Linked DNA regions of Mus musculus: regions 2 and 3 are each linked to region 1. The links are chromatin contacts, called in public promoter capture Hi-C maps. All regions are on one chromosome and are shown on one strand. Each heading gives the region's core, a stretch centred on a gene start, on an enhancer-like site or on the middle of the called end of the contact. The rest is flanking DNA. Distances are from core to core; before and after follow the strand shown. Region 1 holds the start of Lman2 (lectin, mannose-binding 2). Region 2 holds the start of 4930526F13Rik (RIKEN cDNA 4930526F13 gene). Region 3 holds the start of Ddx46 (DEAD box helicase 46).

Region 1 (3,895 bases), core at 627-3,126:
ATGTTTCTTGTCTTTTTTTTTTTTTAATTATATGTGAGTACATTGTAGCTGTCTTCAGACACTCCAGAAGAGGGTGTCAGATCTTGTTACGGATGGTTGTGAGCCACCATGTGGTTGCTGGGATTTGAACTCAGAACCTTCAGAAGAGCAGTCAGTGCTCTTAACCACCGAGCCATCTCACCAGCCCTGTTTCTTGTCTTAAATAGGGTTACTATTGCTGTAACCAAAAACAACTTTGAGAGGATTGGGTTTATTTGGGTTACAGTTCTACATCACTGGCTGTTCATCACTAAAGAAAGTCAGGACAGGAACTCAAACAGGACAGGAACTTGGAGGAGGCAGGAGCTGATACAGAGACTGTTGAAGGGTGCTGTTTACTGGTTTGCTCAGCTTGTTTTTTAATAGAACCCAGGACTACCAGCCCAGAGATTGCACAACCCACCATGGAGTGGACCTTACTGCAGCATCAATCACTAATTAAGGAAATGTCCTATAGCCAGATCTTTTTTTAAAGATTTATTTATTTAATTTATATGAGGACACTAACACTGTCTTTAGACACACCAGAAGAGGGCATCAGATCTCATTACAGATGGTTGTGAGCCACCATGTGGTTGCTGGGAATTGAACTCAGGATCTCTGGAAGAGCAGTTAGTGCGCTTAACCATTGAGCCATCTCTCCAGCCCTATAGCCAGATCTTATGGAGGCATTTTCTCAACTCAAATGTTCCTTCCTTTCTAGCTTGTGAAACGTTGACATAAAACTAGCCAGCACACTTCTGCTGGGCGGTGATAGTGCACACCTTTAATCCCAACACTTGGGAGGCAGAGGCAGGCAGATTTCTGAGTTTGAGGCCAGCCTGGTCTGTCGAGTGAGTTCCAGGATAGACAGGGCTATACAGAGAAACCCTGTCTCAAAAAACCAAAATCAAAACCAAAACAAAACTAGCCAGCACACTTTTTACTGAACACAAACTTTTTTGGGGTTTCCTATCAACATCACTATTACATACAATTTGTTAAGTGTTACATGTAATCTAGAGATGATTTAAAGTATATTGGAAGGCATGCATAAATAGCACATGTCTTTAATTCCAGTGCTTAGAAAGGAGAGGCGAGTAGATCTTTGTGAGTTCAAGGCCAGCCTGGTGCAGTAAGTACGCCTAATCCTTGGGCCATCTCTGCAGCCCCTGAAATCAGGATTTCTAAGGTAAATTTAAGCTCCTTTTTTTTTTTTAAAAAAAAATAAAAATAGTACTGGCAACTAAACTTTTTCCTAAGTAGATTAATAGGTACAATAGAATGGTATCTGGGCTAGAGACCACAGTGTTCAACTATCCGGAGCCAGTTGTCCTGGGTCCTTCCACACACACTTGGTGTGTCAACAAGAACTGATACTTTTTGGAGTCAGATGTCTTCCGGCGTTCCCTGAGGTTCCAGGTCAGAATCTGATCTGCTCCTCCTGCTTCTATCTGACTGCTGGAGTCATTGCGGGGTAGAGGAGGTCCTCAAATAACTGGCCTCTTTTAAGTCTCCAGAGGCGTGGTACTAGCTTGAGGTGGCCTAAAGGATTTGCCCCACCCACCGAGTCACTCCAGTGAGGCTTTCCCACTGTACTGGAAAGGTCACTTCAAAGTCACCATCTTTTCAGAAGCTTAGGACTGAGCAGGGTGCTCGGCTTGCACAAGCAGACCGCGAAACTACAAGTTCCAGCATGCTCCGCTTCGACGACGCTGCTCGCTTTCCCCCGTCCCAGGAGAGACCTCTGCATTTCGTTGGCCTGCAAGCCTAACGTGCTGCTCCATGATTGGTTGGATCCCCTTGTCGCTCATGAGAACCCTCGGCCGTGGCCGGCTGTCAGGCGACCAGGAACCTCCAAAGTTATGGAGCCGCGCTCTACTGGGATAGGAGGCTGGCCAGCCAATAAGGCTGCCATCCCGCTGGCGGCGAGGCTTTCCTTCTTAACTCTCCTGTGATCCTAGTTTGGAGGGCTTCCGGCCGGAGACCATTAGAAAAGACACCCGGAAGGCGGAAGTCTTAGGGCGGAAGTGGCCGAGAGAACAAGGAGAATGGCGGCCGAGGCCTGGCTTTGGCGCTGGGGCTGGGGCTGGGGTCAGCGGTGCCCAGGGAGGCCTGGGCTTCCTGGCCCCGGCCCGAGCCCCACGACATTTCTACATTTGCTTCTGTTGCTGGGGCCGGTGGCTGCGGATATCACCGACGGCAACAGCGAACACCTCAAGCGGGAGCACTCGCTCATCAAGCCCTACCAAGGTGAGGGAGGCCTGTAGCTGAGGGTGAGGACGCGGGCCGAAGTGGGATGGAGGAGGGCATGGCCCGTTCTGTCGAGCAGAGCAGCGCAGCGCAGTAGATTTCTGGCGCGGCCCTCTGAGCACCTGTCCACGTCCGTCTCTGCCCACAGGGGTCGGTTCCAGTTCCATGCCGCTCTGGGACTTCCAAGGCAGCACGATGCTGACGAGCCAGTACGTGCGCCTGACCCCGGACGAGCGCAGCAAAGAGGGCTCGATCTGGAACCACCAGGTGAGGCTCTCCCAAGAGGCTGAACATGACCGTTCACTGACACAGTAGTCCCTGCCTCGTCAGCAACCAAGCTTAGTAGATACACGTGCTCCTTTTTTTTCTTGTCCTGCCGATTTTTCTGTCCTGGTCGCACAGATCGTTCAGAGCGACTTGTATAGTTACTGTATGTCAGAAAGTGTGCGTGACTCTTAAAACACTTTCACCTCTTTCTTCAGAAATCACACAAGGTAAGTAATGATGTCTGCTTTTTTGATGGCTTACGAAGCAAGAAGCCAAGGTGCAGAGTTGAACATCCCTGAAGTCATAGAACAAGAAATGAGTGGAGTTGTCAGACTAAATCGAACCCACTTAATCGAGGGAAGGGCGAAACTTTATCCTTACGGCCTATTTTACTGTGTGTAGGGTACTGACCTTGCCAAACCTTACCAGATTTAGTTCTCAAACAAGGTGTTTGGAATGAATAGATTTCGTGACTTTATGCTGAGGTAGTATATAGCCACCGAATAGAATAAACAGTATTTCAACTGATCTTTCTGATCTCCACTCTTATCAATTCCCTTGATACACCCGATGCCTCCTGGTTAGCAATGGGAGAACCCCCCTTCAAGATATTTAACAGTCCTAGTTACCTTTCTCTGTGCTAGGTTGAGAGTCTTGTTAGCTATATCTACACTGAACTTACTGGCTGTGGCCTTTGCCTTTAGAGAGCAGGGAGCCAGAGATGTTATTGCCTTGGTGTGGTAACAGTGTTGTGCAATGTCTACACCAAGGAGTGTAGGTTGTCCAAGGGGAGAAAAGAAGTGATTTAGGGATAGGCCATGGCTTGAAAAGAAACCTGCTTCTCTCTAGCCTGCTTGGTCTAACCCTCCCTTCTCCCTCTACTGTCAGCAGTGGCCTAGTTTTCTCCATCACTGTATTCTCTTGGCCCTTCTGGTTGATTTTGCCATTAGTTCTGGGAGACTACACTGTCCTTGTGTTGCCTCACTTGGCTCGTCCCCGCAGCACCTCCTCTCTCCCTGCCTCCTGCCTCCACAGTGCTGCTAGGGGCGTCTGTGGTTACCCTCTTCCTTCAGCTTTGGCTCTGTCCCTTAGAGCCTGAGCTCTCTCATGAATGGAAAACTACATTCTCTCAGCACAGCGTGTCCCTCCATGACTGACATCTCCAGTCATTCTGTCAGTTTGTTCCAGCCTGTCTGCCTGGTTGCCTTCTTCCCTCAGGGGCTTTGGTCTTGCTCACTCTGTCTGGGACAGTGCCTCCTGGTTCTTCGTGACTGCTCCTTGGTTACTTCTCATCTGTTACGTCTGCGTTCAAATGCCACGCACACCAAGTGCTCGATTAAACCTCATGTCCCCAAGT
Region 2 (3,895 bases), core at 706-3,205, 430 kb after region 1:
GCAGACTGCCTCCTGTCTCCGCTTTGGCCTTCCCATTAATGGGCAGTTAGCAGTCTTATCCCACTCTGACAAGCGATTGGCACCCCCTCCTTTGCAAGGCTGTTTGGAACTCCCTGTTTTTGTTCTTTGTTTTCTAGGAACCACAGGGTCTTCCAAAGGTCATTCAATTGCATATCTAGAAATCCTGTTCCTCTCCAGTTTGGTACAATGTCTTCATGGGGTGCATAGGAGGTGGGATAGTCAAGGCATAAGGTGGTGTGAGTGTGGGCTGACATTGGGGAGCACCAGGTGGCACCACCCTTCCATTCCTATAGGCAGCTACAGTTAAATAACCATTCTTTAGAAGGGAGCACCCAGGGACAAAGACACTGTCTCAGGTGACAGGTACTGGTGAGGCTGGACCTGAACCAGCCCAGGCCTCTCTGAGTGCTAGTGCTCTTTCTCCTTGTCTTTCCATGCTGAGCTAAAGGCAAAGTCTATGGCTGCTCACTAAGGGACTCAAGACATAACGGGCTGGCCAGACCAAGACATTCTTTCCTTGCGAGCCTGTCCAGGAGGTGCCAGGGGCCCAGTAGGGAACAGCCTGGCTGGGCCTGGCAGAGTTCACAGAATCACTGCCCATGGGAGAACCCGACCACCCTTTAGTCCCAACATGGGGGACTTGGGGGCTTCCCATTGCTGTGCACGAAGCTGCTGCCACTGCCTGCTGCTCCAAATGGCTGCGAGGCCATAAAGCAGCTGAGGAAAAATGATGGCGAGGAAGGAAAACGAGCCACTGAGGAAATTAACTCTCACCCGGGGAGATCTTGGCTTTCTGCTGACAGAGGCCTCTACCCTATAAAGCCAAGAGCTTAAACTCCACTCTTACAGTAATTACCATGCCTTAGACACCTCTGCCCTTGGCCTAGCCCTTCCAGGGCACCGAAAGAGACCCACAGCCTAGAGCTGGAGTCTTCAGGGAACAAGGAATGGGAGGGAAGTTTGGTGCCATAGCCAGGGTCTCCTTCATGTAGAGGACTATCCAATGGCTATTAAGGCCCATTGGGGACTTGGGAACCATGTTCCAACTTCCTCACTTGATAGATAAGGAATCTGAAGGCTCAGAGAGGGTTAGTGATTAAGTGAAGGTCACCCAGCCAAAGGCCAGACCAGATTTAAAGTTCCTTCCCTCCTTGTAGGCCAGAGCCATTTCTGTCAAGTCTTGGCCCTGATATGCATATTTCTCTCAGACTGAGTCCAAGTTAGGCCCAGGAAAAACACAAGGGCAGGTGCTGGCCTCAGTTAAAACATGTAGTCAGGCTGGGCAGTGGTGGTGCACGCCTTTAATCCCAGCACTTGGGAGGCAGAGGCAGGTGGATTTCTGAGTTTGAGGCCAGCCTGGTCTACAGAGTGAGTTCCAGGACAGCCAGGGCTACACAGAGAAACCCTCTCTCAAAAAACCAAAAAAAAGAAATAAAAACAACAACAACAACAACAAAATCCATGCAGTCAGTACCACAATTGGGTCTGCTCCCATTACCTGGTGGATCCACTCCCCCGGCAAAGCTGGATCCAGTACAGGCTCTCTGGCAACAGCCACTCTTAGTGACTCCAGCTTTAGCCAGTTTTGGGGATGGCCTGTAGCCCCTACAAAGGAGAATGACCTCCTGACAGCTGGCAGTGAGAGGCACCCCTTCAGGGGAAGGTCTCTGCCATCCTATCCCTGATGCCAAGGCAAGCCTTTCTTCCATCCCACTCCCCTAACCAGCCTTTGTCTCTGCCCAGCTTGGGGCTGCACACCCCCACCTCACATGTCTCTCCAAGTGGGGACATCTGTTGTTTTTTCCTGCAAGCACGTCCCTCTCTGTGGACCACCCCTTTCCTTTGCTAGTTCTTGAGCTTCTGAAGACACTGGTCCCCGGGGGAGGGGCACACTTCAGACTTGGCTACTGTTGCTCCCGTCACCCTGGTTACCAGAGTGTATAGGGAACTCAACAGTCCAAGTGGATGCTGGGATCCCAGGAAGCAGGTGTCTTCTTCCCGCAGGAACTGCTGGTCAGAGGTGCCAGGCCTGTGATGCTCATCAGGTGAGGATGCTGGCAAGGCAGAGGAACACAGGCCTGTGTGAGGTAGGCGCATACAGGCGCATTCCTGGCGACCGATGAGCACCTGGATTAGCCAAACTTGAAGTCAGGAAACCACGATCACTATTTCAGTGCTCTGTGACTTTACCTCACCTGACACGCCATATTTTCTGTCACTTGTAACTGACGTGGCAACGCCTCCTGTTAGGGACCCAGCCTGAAGTCACTGCCTCTCTCCAGGTCTTCCTTACAAGGACCCCTAGAGCCTGCCTGGGTCTGAGTCTCTGGAGTCTGTATTTTAGTCCCGTTACAAAACAAAGATCTGGGTCATTTTGCTGAATGTGAAGCTTCTGTTGTCTGTCACTCTGGTGACAGTTACACTGAGCAGACCTCTGAAGGTCCATATAATGACCCCCTGCACCACCAGGCCCTGGTTTTATGTCCACAGTGGTGATTGTCATTTACACAGACATTCTTGCATTAGAAGGCCCTGGGATTACTGAAATAAACAAACATGGACAATGTGTACATTGGTTTCTGCTCTCTCTGCTAGATCTCCCTGGGGGACATAGTCACCTAGCTGAGGCTTGGTCACCCATGGTGTGCCATCTCTGACATTATGAGCCCATGATCCTGAAAACTGAGTCCCTCATTTCTTCTGGGGTTGTTGAGTCTGTGGGAATTGCCAGGGGCCACCATGGGGGGGATGGCTGTCGAAGTACTGTCAAAGTTGTCTTACTCTTTAAACTGAACACTTATTTATGTGTCTACGTGTGTCTGCTTGTCTGTATGTGCGCATCATGTGTGAGGTATTCTAGGAGACCACAGGGGGTATCAGATCCCCACAGGAGCTGGAGTTACAGATGGCTGTGTGCTGTCAAGTGTGAATGCTGGGAACTGAGATCCAGTCCCCTGCACCATCTCTCTATCTCCAGTTCCTTGTTTCTCTGAGTCAGTCTAACATGAGTTTCTTTACTTCTTCCTTCCTTCCTCCCTCCCTCCCTCCCTCCCTCCCTCCCTCTCTCTCTCTCTCTCTCTCTTTCTTTCTTTCTTTCTTTCTTTCTTTCTTTCTTTCTTTCTTTCTTTCATTTATGTGTTTGTTTGTTTATTTACTGTGTACATGTGTGTGTATATGTTGGGATCCATATATGTGTTAGGGTAATAAGTGTGCATGAGGAGGCCGAAGGTACACATTGGCTGTTGTTTCTCAAGCACTGTATTAATCTGGGCTTTCTAGAGGAATAGAACTGATAGAAGGTATACATATATACAAATGTACATCCATACACGCACATATATACATCTATACACACTTACATGTATGCATACAAATACACATCTGTACACATTTGCATATATATACATATATATGAATACACATCTATATACACTTGCATATATATACATTCACACACATTTACATATATATATACATATGAATACACATCTATATACATTTACATATATACATATATACAATTATACATCTACACACATATATACATCAATATACCTTTATATTTACATATATACATATATGAATATACATATATAAATATATACTTGCATGCATATATGCACATATAAATATCTACACATATACATGCTTATATGCATATACATGCTTATACATATTCACACATACACATAGGTATATATACAATATATTAAATAAAAAGGGATTTACTAGGCTGGCTTATAGAACATGCTCCAGCTAACTCAACAGTGGCTGTCTCCCAGTGAAGAGAACAAGAATCTGAGTAGTTTGTTTCTCAGTCCACAGGGTAGGATGTCTTGACAGCCCCACTACCACACTGAAGGCCTGAGAGATC
Region 3 (3,895 bases), core at 465-2,964, 270 kb before region 1:
TACCAAGATCTCCAGTGGAGATAAAACATAGAAGCCCAAAACACTAGCACTGACTCATCTTAATTATGAATTAAATACCAAGTATGAGGGCAAGAGAGAAGGGCTGGGTGTCTCCACATGGGACCAGAATAAGCAGGAAAGGGAGGCTGTGCTGAGGGGAGAGGCCATGGTCGTCCAGCCCATGTTCCGAATGTGTGAGGCCCTGACATCAGCTCATAGCAGCCTTCCTCGCCATCACTGAAGGCTGCCATTACTAGGAATCAACAATCCATTCGCTTTCTGAGCCTTCTCAGGATCTACCTAGAAAGCTCCAGATGAGCGGAAGCCAGGCACCACAGGAAGTCAACTGTACGCAGGTAAATGGGTGAAAAGGACCTTCTGCGAAAGGTCTGGGGAGTCTGAATTTCCTCTTGAAAGTAACAGGATCCAACAGATACTAAGTCAAAAAATGGCAAGGTCTTATTGTTATTTTGATTCCAGCAATACAAATATAATAATTATAACAGCAAGATCAAGAAAGGTAATTCAGGCCGGGTGTGGTGGCGCACGCCTTTAATCCCAGCACTCAGGAGGCAGAGGCAGGCAGATTTCTGAATTCGAGGCCAGCCTAGTCTACAAAGTAAGTTCCAGAACAGCCAGGGCTATACAGAGAAACCCTGTCTCGGACCCCCCACCCCCCCAAAAAAAGAACCATGGTCACTGGCAATACACCCTTTATACGGAAGATGCTACAGGTTTTTTTGGTTTGCAAAAATTTCAAGCTGCTCCACTCACACTTGGCTTGTTTCCCTGAACCTAAGTTTTAACCCAGTACGCCAAGTTTTCATTCTCCCTACACAGTGAACCACAGTACCTTTCAGACTGGCTACATACATACCAGTCATCTCATCTTTCAAGATGATGATTATAATAATAGTAGTAGTAGTAATAATATCATCATCATCTACCTCAAGGTCCTAATCCGTTATTAAAACCTAAAGTTTTGAAGACACCGTAAGGTGCCCGCGTGAAAGGTTTCACAAAGAAGCAGGCAACATAGTAACAAAATGTATCCGCGGAATAAATGGCCATGGAACAGGTGTTTTTGTTGTAACCCAATAAAAGCCGGTCCTGCACATATAGCAGGTGCGTAAAAAAGGCCTGCATACGCTCCTTCTAAATGACTTAGGCAGAGAGGCCCACGTGCGCACGAAAGTAACCCAGAGTGGAGGCAAACAATGTTGTGAAGACGAAGAGGAACGGGAGTGAACCGGCTCTGGGTTGACCCGGGGGATGAGGCGGGAGGCTCCGTGATGGGCGGGGTGGGGTCAGGGGGACTGTTCCCGCTCAGGGCTCGACCGGTGGTCGCAAGCTCACGGCAATCGGCTGCCCTGCATGCCAGCTGCGCCTCGTCACAGCCCGGGTGACCGGGTCCTCAGCAGCCACACGCGCGGCCACCCGCACTCTACCCGCAGCGCCGCTCCCTCCACCCGCTCGCTCCCCTCCGAGCCCAAGAAGCCGCTCGCCCGCGGACTCACCGAGACTCCCGGCCCATGCTGCCGGCCAGCAGAAGGCCTGCGCCCTCGGGGACGATGCGCAGGCCTATGAAGAGGACAAAGGAGGGAGGCAGCAAGCTCTCACGGTACCGAGCGAGGACCGGTCCTACGAAATGGACAGAGCTCCAGCAGTGACCGCCATCAGAGCGTGGCCAACGAAAACAGGATGTGCTGGTGCCGGGGTGCGGAAGGAAGGAGCGGGCGGAAGGAAGCGGCTGCTTCTCCAGAGCGCCACCAACCGACTGGAGGCCGCGCGGCGCGGGCTGCGCCGGCAGCAACAACTTACTTTTCTAGCGCAACCCGCAGCCCTTTTTGGCGCTATGGAGTGTGCCATCAGCCAGGTCAGCCTTGCAAAGGGTCTTCGCTGCAGACCACCGAGGAACCTAATGCAGCCTGCGGCTCTCCCAGGGAGTGTGTCTGTTTGCCTTAATCTGCATTAACTAATGCTCCTGTCTCCTTATATGCTCCGTACTGAGTCACTTATGTGTATGCCAGATCCTGACAACTAATAGTAGTGATGTGTCTTCGACACAAGGAGCATCATACTGAAGAGGAAAGACTCTTCAATATGAGATGTGAAGACTTAGAATCTACAGAACAGAGATAAACTGCACTAAGGATTATAATAGTTCTTAACACTGGGAAGCTTTCGGGGCAGGGGGGAATACATGATCCGTTCAACCGCTCAGGAAATGGGGCCCAAAGGCACCAGACAAAAAGCACGGGCCTCCCTCTTGCTCTGGCTCTTTGTCTGGATCACTCCATTTCTGCTTATTATCTTTATATTCACATTTTGACCTGTCCTTTAAGTGTTTTACTTACCGAACTTACCCCTATACTGGAACAAAGAAGCCCTCCCAAAGGATTTCCTATGCCTACAAACACCTCAAATGACCAATCAGATTAAAGACAACCTGGCCTTGGTAGAACAAAGCAAAGCAAGAGCAAATAGATTCCCTACCTACAGAGGTCCTCCAAGACTGCAAAAGACTAACTTCATGACTGCAAAAAATGGAGGCGTCTATGCCTTCCTAGGAAAAGGATGTTTTCATGAAAACCAATTAGGCCTAATAAAGGGAACCACTGAGCAACTATTTTAAAACAAACTCAAAACCAGAAAAGGAACAGACAATGCATTCTAGAAGAACACCTGGATGCCTGGGGCCATGCATCACACCATTGGCAGGTGCGGTCATTGGTTTTTGGTTGGCTGGTTGGTTGGTTGGTTGGTTGGTTTTCTGAGACAGGGTTTCTCTGTGTAGCCCTGGCTGTCCTGGAACTCACTCTGTAGACCAGGCTGGCCTCGAACTCAGAAATCCATCTGCCTCTGCCTCCCAAGTGCTGGGATTAAAGTCATGCGTCACTACTGCCTGGCCTATTTTTGTTTGTTTGTTTGTTTGTTTTCTTTGTTTATTGAGACAGGCTTTCTCTGTGTAGCCCTGGCTGTCCTGGAACTCACTCTGTAGACCAGAATTTTGGTTTCTTTTTTTTTTTTTTTTTTTTTCTTTTTTTCAAGACAGGGTTTCTCTGTAGCCCTGGCTATCCTGGAACTCACTCTGTAGACCAGGTTGGCCTCGAACTCAAAAATCCACCTGCCTCTGCCTCCCAAGTGCTGGGATTAAAAGTGTGTGCCACCACTGCCCAGCCAAATTTAACATTTCTGTTCGAGTTTGGTTTTAAAAGATACTCTGCATAGCTAAAAAGATTTCTCAGAGGTAAAGAGCCCTTGTTGCTCCTGCGGAAGATCTGGGTTCGATTCCCATTACAGACACGGTGGTTCAGAACCATTCATAACTCTAATTCCAGGGGCTCCAATGCTCTCTTCTTACCTCCCTAAGCACCAAGCACACATATGGTATAAATACATACAGGCAGGCAAAACACACAAGATAAAATGAATAAATCTAATAGGAACAATCTTAAAAGACATGTAGCTCAATGTCAGACCACCAAGCTGGTGTGCACAAGGCCTGAGTTTGGTTGCAGCACAGAAAGTCAAGGCAAAAGACAAAGACACACTTGTGAGAATGTACAAGAGAAAATTCCCAACTATGACTGTGACTAGAGAAGCACATTTTTGGTAGAGCTGGAGAGGCAGGTACACAGTTAAGAGCAATTGCTGTCTGCTCTTGCAGAGGACTTTTGATTCAGTTCCCAGTCCCCACAGGGCCGCTCGCAACTGTTTACAACTCCAGGGGATTCATCTGACTCCCTCTTCAGGCCTCTGCAAGTACCAGACATGCACAAGGTACACAGGCAAACATGCAGGCAGGACACGCAGACACATCAAATAAAACTAAATCTAAACAAAAAAGAGATGAATACAAGATGCATAGAATATAAACCTTTAAAAAAATGCA

The links. Promoter capture Hi-C pulls out the DNA fragments that hold promoters and counts their contacts.
Region 2: a promoter capture Hi-C map of stem cell-derived epiblast-like cells shows a contact between it and region 1, with 2.9 times the contacts expected there. The contact joins the promoter of 4930526F13Rik here to the promoter of Lman2 in region 1. A contact is called at or near these places in 1 of 39 promoter capture datasets (stem cell-derived epiblast-like cells) and 1 of 115 datasets of contacts at active chromatin or transcription factors (embryonic stem cells).
Region 3: a contact with region 1 is called in a promoter capture Hi-C map of pre-B cells, with 5 times the contacts expected there. The contact joins the promoter of Ddx46 here to the promoter of Lman2 in region 1. A contact is called at or near these places in 21 of 39 promoter capture datasets (the 3T3-L1 cell line, 3T3-L1-derived adipocytes, the C10 cell line and 13 more), 1 of 15 datasets of contacts at CTCF or cohesin (large pre-B cells), 4 of 484 Hi-C or Micro-C datasets (B cells, Sertoli cells, embryonic fibroblasts and 1 more), 15 of 115 datasets of contacts at active chromatin or transcription factors (the SCID.adh cell line, astrocytes, bone marrow-derived macrophages and 9 more) and 5 of 9 other capture datasets (adipose tissue, embryonic stem cells, liver and 2 more).

Annotation. Positions count from the first base shown.
Region 1 is chr13:55,360,764-55,364,658 of GRCm38.p6, reverse strand. Lman2 (lectin, mannose-binding 2) reads left to right here and starts at 1,876. Exons shown (of 8, transcript NM_025828.3): 1 at 1,876-2,271; 2 at 2,420-2,538. The coding sequence starts at 2,070.
Region 2 is chr13:54,928,321-54,932,215 of GRCm38.p6, reverse strand. It overlaps 4930526F13Rik (RIKEN cDNA 4930526F13 gene), which reads left to right and starts at 1,955. Exons shown (of 2, transcript NR_167670.1): 1 at 1,955-2,066; 2 at 3,840-3,895.
Region 3 is chr13:55,632,818-55,636,712 of GRCm38.p6, reverse strand. Ddx46 (DEAD box helicase 46) reads right to left here and starts at 1,714. Exons shown (of 23, transcript NM_001282055.1): 1 at 1,518-1,714. The coding sequence starts at 1,534.